Linked DNA regions of Hordeum vulgare: region 2 is linked to region 1. Evidence: chromatin contacts called from public Hi-C data. All regions are on one chromosome and are shown on one strand. The core of a region is the stretch at or near the end of the contact, and the rest is flanking DNA. Distances in the headings are between cores, read along the strand shown. Region 1 holds the start of LOC123447385 (outer envelope protein 64, chloroplastic). Region 2 holds the start of LOC123447396.

Evidence for each region. A called contact is a pair of places that touch in the nucleus more often than the background predicts.
Region 2: a Hi-C map of seedling shows a contact between it and region 1, with 2.6 times the contacts expected there. The contact joins the promoter of LOC123447396 here to the promoter of LOC123447385 in region 1. A contact is called at or near these places in 2 of 6 Hi-C or Micro-C datasets (leaf and seedling) and 1 of 1 datasets of contacts at active chromatin or transcription factors (embryo).

Annotation. Positions count from the first base shown.
Region 1 is chr4H:15,064,531-15,070,848 of MorexV3_pseudomolecules_assembly, forward strand. LOC123447385 (outer envelope protein 64, chloroplastic) reads left to right here and starts at 1,843. Exons shown (of 13, transcript XM_045123982.1): 1 at 1,843-2,230; 2 at 4,927-5,079; 3 at 5,227-5,351; 4 at 6,187-6,312. The coding sequence starts at 2,025.
Region 2 is chr4H:15,652,111-15,658,242 of MorexV3_pseudomolecules_assembly, forward strand. It overlaps LOC123447396, which reads left to right and starts at 2,087. Exons shown (of 14, transcript XM_045123992.1): 1 at 2,087-2,506; 2 at 3,152-3,242; 3 at 3,335-3,419; 4 at 3,540-3,624; 5 at 5,162-5,231. The coding sequence starts at 2,373.

The DNA.
Region 1 (6,318 bases), core at 593-3,092:
CGAACCGTAGGCGGCACCTCGAAAACCTCTGAATCAAGAGGCATTTGTTCCATAGGAGGCCGGGAGTCCTCGACACAGGATGACGAAAATTGGCTCTCGGGCAGCACGAGGGCCTGACTAATCTCTTGCATTTGTGTGGTCATATCCTACAAATGTAAGCGTCATGATCTTGTCCAACACTTGCACGCTACCAGCAAAACATCCATGACTACTAGCTACCAACACTTGCCCACATGGAAACAACCCCCAGCATGCTCCAAATCCATCACAACTAGCTGCTAGAACATCACAGTCAAACAGATCAGACGGCCTAACCCTACCATATGGAAAGATCTAGCTAGAACTAGTAAAGAGAGGAGGTGATGATTGAACTTACACATGCCATCGGAACGACCGGGGAGGAGGCGCCTGGCACGTTGGAGAGGAGGAGGAGGACCCACCGCCGCAGTCACCGGTCGTCGGAGTTGTTGCACCGCTTACCTCATCATGGAAACGGATCCGCGTCGGAGGAAAGCTCGAGAGGGGGGAAATGGTGGAGGGAGTTTTGCCGCCGCGGTCACCCTCGATATATAGGGTGACCGAATCGGCGGGCGGTGACTCAAATTCGTCGCGCTGCTTTTTCGAAGATGCGCCATCGCTCTCGCCATCACCCTCCCCTGTGTGGCCGGTGTGGCGTTCCCCTCCCCTGCATCGCTCAAGCCTAGCTCGCAAAAAACAGCCGATTCGACCGTTCCCAGCGGGCCTGGCTGAGAGGTGCTTTGAGGTTCGTGCTATGCGGGTCAAACAGTGAATGCATGCTACCAAACAGCCCATATTCATTCCGCGCGGGCCTGGTTGGGCCTAGTGGAGGCAACCAAACACATCTCTAGCTCCGCTACTTCTTGCATTGTAAAGGCATCCCATATACTTTTTTTCCAAAAAATACTTGTATTGCCCAGTTAGAAAGGTTACATATTTTTAGAGTACATAGCAAGGTTACATTTAGTTTGGCAAAGTGTGATGGCCTTAGCGGGTGCTAACCCTAACCAAATGGCAATGTGACCTTGAGCCTTGCGCCCTTGCCATAATTTGCCATCAAATGGCTCACAGAGTTTTGACTTCAACACAAATGAGCAATACAAGTGCTTTTAAAAGATAAAGTGTATTTACTTTATCGGATTAGAACCATTTAGGCTTCTCCCAATGCTTCATCATGTACTCTCTTCGTTTTTACTTACTCGACGCATTAGCTTTGGTCAAAGTCAAGCTTTATAAACATTGACAAAGTTTATAGACACATATATTAACATATACAATAACAAATCAATACCATTAGATACATTATTGAATTTACTTTCACATTATATGAATTTGTTACGGTAAGTATTTTTTTTTATAAACTTAGTCAAACTTTATTTAATTTGACTGTAGTCAACTCTAATATGCAGAGTAGACAAAAACGAAGGGAGTACGAGTGCTAAGTCTGCCAAATAGGCACAACTCATCTAAGACATTGAATACACGTAGCACCTCATCTAAGCACATTTGCGTTGAAAGAGGTCTTAGAGTGCGTGATTTTTCAATAATTGTAGTCGCTGCTAGATGGTAAGTTACGCTACCTCCGGTGCCGATGAATAGATCAAAAGTTCTTCCCGTAAAAAAGGCTTATGAAGAAACTAAAATGTTCCCTTTGAAATTCAAGCGAAAAAGCAAGCAAACCAGGTTTTCAAAATTCACCGGAAAACTCCCATCACCTAGGTTTTCCTTTCGGTAGACAAGAGATGTTCCTCTGTTGGAAGGAATTTCAGCTTTGGTGTCGCCCGTGGTATATAGCTCCTCCGCGAAGCCAACAGCGCCCACGGGACCCCCACGGCGCTTGTTATCCATCCACCACGCAGCCGCCTTCTCCTTCCGGGCCTCTCGCCGTCTTCCTCCTCCCCACCGCCCTCGCCTCAAAACCCCCGCCCCCGCCCCCGCCCCCTAAAAACCCTAGCCCTCGAATTCTCCCCCGCCCGCTCGGAGCGTACGGCCCGCTACACAGGCGCATGGCGTCCTCGACGGCCGCCAACCTCTGGGTGCTGCTGGGCCTCGGCATCGCCGGCGTCCTCCTGGCGGCGAAGCGGCTCAAGCGGCCGGCCCGCCCGGACCACGGCGCCTTCGTGTCGCGCCTCGAGCTCCTGCCGCCTCCCCAGCCCCCGCCGCCCCAGGCACGCCACCCCCTCACCGACCTCTGCTTCGCCATCGCCGACGCGTAAGCTCTCGCCCCCCCTCCCTCCCTCCCCCCTTCGTGTTTGGCCGGCGACAGGTTCTAGCCCGGATTGGGTTAGGCAGGGGGCGACTTGTTTAGCATAGCTTGGGTGATGATTCGATCGCGCCACGCCAGCGTTAATTCGGTATTGTTGTTTACGGGGATTGGATTTGTGCTGCTGGTTACCAGTCGGTCGTGGTGATGGGATTTGCTCAGCATGGAACCATTGATGCATTGTATGTGCTGAATTGTTTCTTTGCCGTTTGAATGACTCTAATGCCTCTGCCTCGCATGGGACAGCTTCGTGGATGACTTTCCAACTTTTTAATGGCCGACGCCAAAAAGGAAAACAGTGCCCTGCAAGAGCACATGAATGTTGGTAGTATTAGATACAACAGTTATGGTATTATCTATCACAGTTACCCAACAATCTACTACGCTAGAACTAGGCAGCTCAGTAGTTTCAGCATGCATCCTGGCTCGTGGTGTGGTTTATTATACTACAAGGCGCTAGAATCCATAGACAATACAATATCTGACATAATAATAATGAGTCATAGTACCTTTTCTTCATGAAATTTATCTTGTTAGGTTTGCCATGCCAATTATGAGTTGCTAGAGCGAATTTTGGGAGTTAAGATTGAGGTTGAGGGAAGATCACAAACTATTTATAGGACAGACTAATTTAGGCATCTACTGCTGGTTTCAGAAGCACATTTTTGGTAGGGGGTGAACTTCACCCCTTCAGTTTCCTCCACCGAACATATTGGTTTATGTGCTCGTTGGTGATTGTTGAAACAATCTTCCCCGTTATCCGTTGAAGAGTTGCTAATGTGGCAAGCATTGGGACTTGCGGCAGTCATCTGTTGATGCTAACATGCTCAGTTGCATCCTGACCTTCCACTCTCTCTTTTCCATAAGCAGCCTCTTGTAGAAACATACTTAACACCCTGTTAGATACTCGTAATTTCTTATCTGCCAGATTTAAATCCTCAAACAAATTTGGGGTGCTACTCAGGAAAAAAAAGAACTAGTGGAGATGGTTTGGTATTTGTTCTTAGTCTTTAAATCACATTTTGCTTTGAATTTGTTTACTGGCATGTCAATGACTCTACCATGAAGTGACATTTGAAGCGACATTTCTGTTTTCTGACATTGGTGATACTTGAACATCAACAGATTTCCAGATTCTAAACAATTTTCTTGAACTTCCTTAATCAACTAAAGGCGTTTTCGTTTTTAAAATCTAAGGCTGTAACTGTGCGTGGTTTTGTTTCCCAATGGTGAGGGCTTGTGGGGTGACTCATGACTTGTGTTTTAAAACTTAAAATTCAGTTTGGTGATGCTGTTGTGAAATCATTGCGGCACACATGCTTGTGCCCTGTTTGATAAAATGAACGGAGACTTAATTATTAAGTTCTTCAACAAACATATGGATTGATTATGTTGATAACACCATAGTTTCATAGTTTTCAGAACATTTTCTCACCTGGACCAACTCAAAGCCTAAAATGCTGACCTTCTTTGTTCTGTTTAAAATGGTCCTAGCTTTTCATATTCTACTCTTTATGGTCCGCTGACTCCTTTGCCTGAAGTAGTTATTGGCCCTATTTGTGGGCAAAAATCAACCACAATTATATATCTCTAAAGTAAAATCCGCATAATTGCAAATAGGATCAGCTTTCAGTAACTGTAATATGTACAATTAAACTTTTAAAAGGTAGATGTATTTGTTAATTGCTATAGCGCTATAGCAATTCTAAAAAACTAACACCTATCTTTTAAATGTTGCCCAAAATGAACTTTAGTACTTGAGGTATTCTCTGGATATTTTGTCATGGGCTATATGTGTTTCCTAGAGGAAAAGCTATTTCCCTGCAACCCTGTCGCCACGGGTGGAAGCTGTTTATCCAAAATTCCGAATAGATGGTTGGTACCTCGCAGCCATCCTTGAATGTATTATATAAATAAGCATCAATATATGCTTGTGGCATACTTCCCTGATCCAAAAATATGTCCTTTAGGACATTGAAAGTCTTCAAGCCAGTACTTCAATGAATATGTTGCCTCGTATGAAAGTAATTATAGTACATTATAAAGTATATTTCATGATAGATCTTGTAATATCAATTTGATGTTTAGTTTAACATACCAGTAAATCTTACCGGGCGGCAGGCCCGGTTAACAATCACAAATCCTTATATTGATATATGCAATCATAATATGCTAGTAAATCTTTTCTGATAGTAGTCAAACTTACAAATGTTTGACTGGTGAAAAAGTAAATGCTAAAAACACCTACATTTTGGATTGGAGGTAGTACTATTTTGGTGCTCATTGAGGAAATGCTATCCCATGCAATCCTACTGGCACCTTTTTGGGTGTAGTCTGTTTATCCAAAATTCCAAATAGATGGTTGCTACTTTACAGCCATGTCTTGAATGTCTTGCATGAATAAGCATCCAATAAATGTTTGTGGCATATTATTTGGTGCTCAATAGCACCCATGGCACCATGTATATTTCCGTTGTTTGTTTTGTCTGTTGCTTCTATTCTTCAATGTACACTCGACTGTCCCAAAAATGTTGTTGTGCTTACTGGAACGTGGCAGACCAGTTCATCTACATGGTTACAGTCCTTTCTGCAGGTATTACTTGTCCTTGATCACTTGTATGATACACTTGCTTCGATGATTGCAGATTCCATGTCAGTGGCTATATAACAAGTTTCGGCAGCCTAGAATGGGCGAAGACACACGATGAAGCAACACAAACATCTCTAGTGGTTTCAACTCTTGTAGACGGTGGTGCTATTTGTGTTGGGAAAACTGTTATTGATGAGATGGCATATAGGTATTTTCATTTTGCTTTCTGGACATAGCTTTGCGGAATTTTATTAAGGCTTATATTTTTTTTTCTTTATTTCCTTATACACTCCTTAGATTTGCGTAATAGTTTTCTCTTGTGTGCGTGCTGACTGAATGTACATTGCTTGTCCAGTATCCATGGCGAGAATAAACATTTTGGTACACCAACAAATCCTGCAGCTTCCGATCGAGTACCTGGAGGATGCTCAAGTGGATCAGCTGTCGCTGTTGCTGGTGGCATGGTAGATTTCGCCTTGGGTGAGTTGCTATTTGTATGCACTCTTATTTAAGCAAAATTTGAAGTTTATTAACATTATTATTTTCTGCTGGCGCTTCATTATCCTTTTGATGACAGATCTTTAATATCAAAAGTAGCGATAACCTAGGGACCGTTTTTATGATACTTGCTGTCTCATTTACCAGTGTTTGAAGTATTTTGTTTTTTATTTGTGGTAATTGCTCGCCACTCGCCAGTGTTCAAGATTGTTTTCATGTGGTGAGATGTGAATCCATACCTATCATTAAACTGAGTTCTCTCTTTATTAACAGATACTGTACTAAGCTGTGCCTGTGCTCTTGATGGATTAACCGCACCCTAGTTACATCTCACAGTTCATTCTGTGACCTTTTTGCAGACAAGTTTTCTTTTCTTGTGACAATTCAGCATATTCTACCAAAGATAACAGACAATAGTTACCATCTATCAAGTTTACTCTGGACACCACTAGAAATAATAATATAATGAAGGAAGATAACCGGTCTGCAAGGATATAGAATTATAACCATTTAATTCATATTCCTGCTCAGTTTGGGTCCTACTATTTTTATTGCGTAGATATCAAACAGAAAGAAAAGATACAAACTTATGTGTATTTCCCCCTTTCTCCGACTGAATTTATGTGGGGTTATTCCAGTACAGTTTCTTACTGAGACTTGGACTTTTAAAAGCTTCTGGACCTTGAAATCCGCCACTTCTCGCACTGGATCTTTCTTGACTGTTTTTTTATGTTGAACTGTCTATGCTTTTTATAATGTTATTAGCATGTTTCTAACTTACATAGATAAGTGCTACGCTGATAATGTGGTTTGGTAGGTATTGATTCCATTGGAGGAGTAAGGGTACCAGGTGGCTATTGTGGGGTACTGGCGTTCCGTCCTTCGCATGCTGTTATATCCAACAGCGGTGTTATTCCTGTAGCTCCTAGCCTAGACACTATAGGTACCT
Region 2 (6,132 bases), core at 837-3,336, 590 kb after region 1:
TAAAAGATAGTGCGACAACTGCTTAAGTAACCTAGTGAAAGATCTCGCGATAAGCTTATGATGTAGGCTTGCTATCACTATCACTATCCCCATAATTTCGAGTTTAAGATTCCGACGCTACTCCTCCTAGTATAAAACGTCTGCTATTGAGTGCCACCGTTGTTGCAAAACCATTATAAAAAAAGATGCATGCACTTGGTAGACACGCCAAAGGGCTCCACGGGCGGCATCTTAGAGGGTGCTTGGATACGTTTTAGTCTCATGACTAAAAGTAGTGAGACTAAAACTTGCTAGCCTCACCCATGCTTGGATCCAAGTACTAAAGAGACTAAAATCAAGTTAATGAGCATTTATTATCCTCCAAACCCTCCAATCCAGAACTTGCATGATGAGTTAAATGAGGAGAGAGATGACTAATGCATATTTTAGTAGGGGTTCATGTGACTAAAAGATTTTAGTCTCTAGACTAGTTTTAGTCCCACTTTAGTCAGGGGTGATTGAAACTTTAACCTCTCAAAGAGACTATTTTTAGTCAGACTAGTTTTAGTCCTATGGATCCAAGCACCTTCTTACAACCCTCGATCCAGCACTCAACGTACTGTACTGTACCTACCACAGTACTGCGCACCCGGCCGCCGTACAATAATAATGATCTGTGCTTGTGCGATTCATTCAAGTGTTTCAGATGTCGAAAACACTACTCTAGCGGGGCCACCGCAAGTGTAATCCGTGCTCGAACCGACGAGACGCGGTATACAGGTACTCCGACGTCACGATCGAAGCATTTCATCAAGGACTAGTAATAAATTTCCTAAGGACCATTTCATCGGAGCAGCCGGTCCGGCAAGGATCCATGCCGGGAGCGGCGCCGGTTCACGCGAAGCACCGGAAGGCCCAGCACCGTGACGACCACGGGCGCCATGCCTAAGACGTGGTGCACGGCGGCGGAAACCGTTCCGATGGTCACCGAACCGGCGGAGATCGCGGGCGTGGCGGTTGTGGCGGCGAAGTCCATCAACATCATGGCGACGGCGACGGCTTTGTCGACGTCGACCGCCGTCACGAACGATGTGCAGGAAGAAGGATAGGAGACCACGAGGCATCCTCTTACCTTCTCCTTTCCTCCCTTCTGTCTTCTTTGTCTCGGCGACTCTCGCAGGAGTTGTTTTGCCTTTTCTCTGCTCTCGGTAGAGTTACGGGTTGATAACGTGTTTTGAATGAACTGTCTCTTTTATTGATGATCTGTGAAGATTAAATACACATGGAACCGTCGTCACGAACGGATGCGTCCGCTCGTGGGGGTCGTGGGAAAACCGCCGCGTCGGTTGACTAGGAACCGCACGAAGCGTTTCTGTACAAGTGAGGATTATTCCCTAATTAACATAATTAGTTTAAATCCTAACAATAATGATCTGTGTTTGTGCAACTCATTCAAGTGTTTCAGATGTCGAAAACACTACTCTAGCGGGACCACCGCAAGTGTAATCCGTGCTCGAACCGACGAGACGAGGTACTAGTACGTACAGGAACTCCGGGGTAGGATGGGTTGGGCACGCAAGGATGGTCGACGTCACGATGGAAGCATTTCATCAAGGACTAGGAGTAATAAATTTCCTAATCCGAGACGCGCCTTTTCCGGCGGTTGGTTATCCCCAATCCATCTGAAGACAGCAGCAGCCGACTGCATCATGGCTAGCCCGACGCATGATTGGTCGTCACCTGGCCCGTCGCCGTCCGTCCCAGAACCATAACGCGCCACCGCCGCCGTCGCCCCGTCCGCCGGTCGCCGGCGCCGGGAGGGCGTCATGCGTGCGTGCTGTGCTGCGCCGCGCGTGAGTGACGGTGGACGGAGCGGGCGTGCCGTGCACGCGACGCTGACGGGAGGTGCGGCCGGGCGGGCGGGCGGAGCCACCAACGAGCGAATGGAAGATTAAACAAATGGTAGGAATCTACGGTGGATAAAGAAGAAAAATATCCAGCTCGTCGGCTTCCCCGAGCGACGGGCGGGCGCGCCCGCCCTATCCGATCCGACCCGGCCCAACCCAATCCGTTCCGTCCTCCCCGATATACCACCGGAAAACTTGCCGAGATAACACCGGAGGCGCAGACAAAGGGAAAGGGAGGGAGGATCGCACCACCACCCCTGTTCTGTCTGTCTGTTTGTTAATCAGCAATCATAGTCCAGCGCCAAAGAGTAAACAAGGAGAGAAACCCTCCCCTCCCTCCTCCTCCTCCTCCGTGAGTCCGTGTCGTTCCCTTTATCCCCCATTACTCCCCACACCCTGACAACCCACCACGGGCGCCGGCACGGGCGGAGCTGAGAGGAGAGGGAGGAGGAGAGGAGTGGGGGGCTTGGGTGGGGAGAGGGAGGGATGCAGCGGCGGCGGGCGCAGACGTGGGCGGGGGTGGGGAAGACGGCGCAGGCGGCGGCGGCGCACGCCGCGCTCTTCTGCTTCACGCTCCTCCTCGCGCTCCGGGTCGACGGCCGCACCGACTCCTCCTGGTGGTACGCCCCGTAAACCCTAGCCGGCCAGCTACCCCTCCCTCCCTCCCCGCCCGCCCCCGGCTCCCCCCGCCGCGTCGATCTGATTCGGTTGGTGCGGCTGTTTGCGGGGGCGAGCTGCAGCTACTCCGTTCCCGCGGGGGGGATGCAGATGCGGTGTGCACTCCGGAGGGTTTCGCTCCGCGGATTCCTCGGATTCGCTCCGCGGGGCGAGTTCCCGTGTGCCCGCTCGATCCGGGCGGCGCACTGATCTGTTCTCGGCGAATTAGTAGTACTATTATTACTCTGGTTACGGATGGGTTGGTGGCAGTTCAGTGAGACGGGCAATTTGGTTTTAGGTTGTGCCCGCCCGTGTTTCAGGCTGGAACTCCGCTCATGCTACCCGGTGCGCCTCTGATTGTGGCTTTCCTGCTGGGTTCCGTAGCTTTGAGATCTTGCTAATTCACAATGGCCATGTGTTTCTAGCAAGTCTGGAGCTCTTATCAATAGATAGATAGAATGTAATCAAGGCAACCCAGCTGTTCTGTACATCGCTAATCAAGGCAACCCAGCTGTACTGTACATAGCTAATCAAGGCAACACAACTGTACTGTGCAGTGACAAAGTTAATATCAATTGTTTAATTGCCTTCTTATTTCGATTGCCCAGGGTTATATTCATCCCGCTGTGGCTATTTCATGGCGTCGCCGCCCGTGGAAGGTTTTCAATGCCAGCCCCTTCATTGCCTCATGGGCGTCATGTAAGATTTATTTAGTACCGATTTGGCCAGTTATTTTTGTGTTGTTTGTTTTGCCGTGCATTGGATCTGATAAGCCTGTGCCCTGCGTGTAGTGGGCTCCTTGTCATTCGGTTGTTGCAGCGCCATTGCTAATCGCCTTCGAGCTGCTTCTTTGCATCTATCTTGAAAGTTTAAGAGGTACATTCTCAAGTTGCTAGATGAATGAACCTTTGTCAAATCATATCTTATGGTTTGGTGTTATTGTTGTCCCTGCTCTATTTTCTGACCCCACCTTGTCTTTCCTTTGTTCTTCCACAGTTAAGAATCATCCAGCTGTTGATATGAAGATCGTGTTCCTTCCTCTGCTGACATTTGAAGTGATTATTCTTGTTGACAATTTTAGGTAAGATATTTTCTCCTTTTTTGTTGCCTACATAGTAGCAACGTACTTTCCTTTTTTACACATATTTAGATGCAATGTCAGGCATGGATTTAACTGGGTTTGCCCGTTTGCTTGCTTACATTATCTTAAAAAAGTTTGTCTGAAATTATTCTAGTTTATCCTGTTAGATTGTAGATTCTTCTCCTGACTAGGTAACCAGCACAGGTGAAAGCTGTCATGATAATGATATATGTTAGTGCTTCCAGCTCATTATTCTTGTAACTTTCTACCTTGCTCAGTTTATATCTGGAATTCTAGACGAATAATCTGCCCACATTTGTTAGATCAATTTTCGCACAATCCCCACTCACACAAGAGCCATTCAACCAAGGCAGCTTCAGTAGGGAATTGGCTTCATACACATGGGTGCAGTTGCGGTTTATTAAAAATACTCTGCAGCACTGAAAAAAACCCCACACTTGTACTACATATGCATTTGCAAAATTTCGTGCAAAAACATAGCTACATGTCTACTGTCCAAATAAGACGAGAACGTTTCAAATCGAGCAACTATATGTACACATCTGTGGTGCAATTTACAAATGATCATACTTTCATAATGTTTTTGCAAGTGTACATGTCATAGCATGTTGTACATGTATGTTTGGAATGTAAAAAGTGCAGTTTCGAAATGATGCAGATGCACCCAGGTGTGGAATCCGCATTCACCTTCAGTGTTCACCCGAAAAAAAACTCAAGTGCTCATTGTTGCCTACTGTCTATAGTAATAATTGGCCAAACCTTTAATGGGACCACTAGTTTAGAACAATATGAAGGAATTCTAATTGTCTGTCCACTTTTCTTGCCTCTCCATTCTCATTGTACGCCTTTTTATGCATTATCTTCATCCAGAACAAAGTTCTCTGAGTAAAATAGTCGTCTCCGTTCCCAAATTGGTGTGTGGGAAAAAGTATCAATACATTGAATTTTAGTTAAGCATTGAAAATGGCAACGACACTGATTCTGAGTTTAGAGTTGTGTTAGATTAGATAGCTTCCATGTTTGCTCCAGGAGACTTGAAATTCCTGCACTGTTTAAAGAAAATGGAGATCTAAATCGTTCACTTTTGGTGGGTATAGATTGCAATGGTGCAGATTAATCGGATACATCTGGTTGATGCTAGTATGTAAAAATAAGCATTTAGAGTTGTATAAAGTACAGCTCTATTCCAATGTAAACGTACTATAGTATCTAGCTCTATTCAATTTTTTATTCCATTTATACACACCAATAAGATGATGTTATTCACCCTGAAGTTATGAGTTGTAGTTGTAACCATCATTAAGCAAATTTGCATCCAATTCTTCAAACTATTGTTGTTTCAATCCTTCTTAGCTGCTTCAATTATGCAACTTTGAACCTTATCTTTTAAAAGACCCCCTGGATGGAATTGTATAGTAACAAAAACAACATAGTTATTTATGACAATAATTATGATTGCAGTAACTATGGATCTTAACTTGTATATGTTTCTTTTTGTGCGTTTTCTGTTGTTCAGAATGTGTAAAGCTTTAATGCCAGGGGATGAAGAAAGCATGAGCGACGAAGCTATTTGGGAGACGCTTCCTGTAAGTTTTCTTGTACTAGTAGATCTGAAAATGGAACCTTCTTAAAATTAATCACTGTTCAAAATTTTCTTCCCTGAAGTAAACATATATTTTTTTACAACATCTCCTTCTGTTCACAAGGAAAAATAGTGCTAAAGAAATATTTAGATATGGATGCCACTCAATTATTGAACCGAAAGTCATGCAACAGATAGCCAACCTTTTGTCTTGTTGGTAACTTTCTATTTCTGTTTGTAAAATATTGTAAATAAAAATGTAATGATGTGCTACAAAGTAATTACTAGATTGAATACATTATACAGCCCATTTCAGATTGTACAGAGATTTAAATTATTCTGTGTAGCACAAAACACAAGCTTGGCCCAGCTGTTGATATATCTTGTATCAACTCACCATAAAATAATGCATTGCAGAAATATATCAGTTAACTGTTATAACAGAGCAAACCTCAGGACTAATTCACCAAATGTATGGTTGGATCATTTCATTCTCTTTGACATTGATGCTCTAGTTGCAGATTTGTCAAATTATATGAACATACTAGCACCCTGTTCTTTCAGTTGTTGGTTCACACATTGATAGCTTTCCAGAACACACATTTTTCTACCCTATTTATCTGGTAATCATAATTTCTTTAGTTGGGAGGATCATATTTTTTTGGGCATTGGCACTGTCCTAAACTTTAGCCACTAATTTCCATTCTAAAATATTTCGAAAATCCAACTGAGAGATATCAACCCCCAAAGGTTCAACTATCACTTTGAAGATTAAACTGCAGAACAGCCAACAAAACAGTTAACTAAATTGGTGATGGAGGGGCCACACGCGAGTTATCATCTTCAGCCTACTCTTCCTACATGGTAGAAGAGAGTGAGCCTGAGCAGAGGTAGGTAGGGAGGAG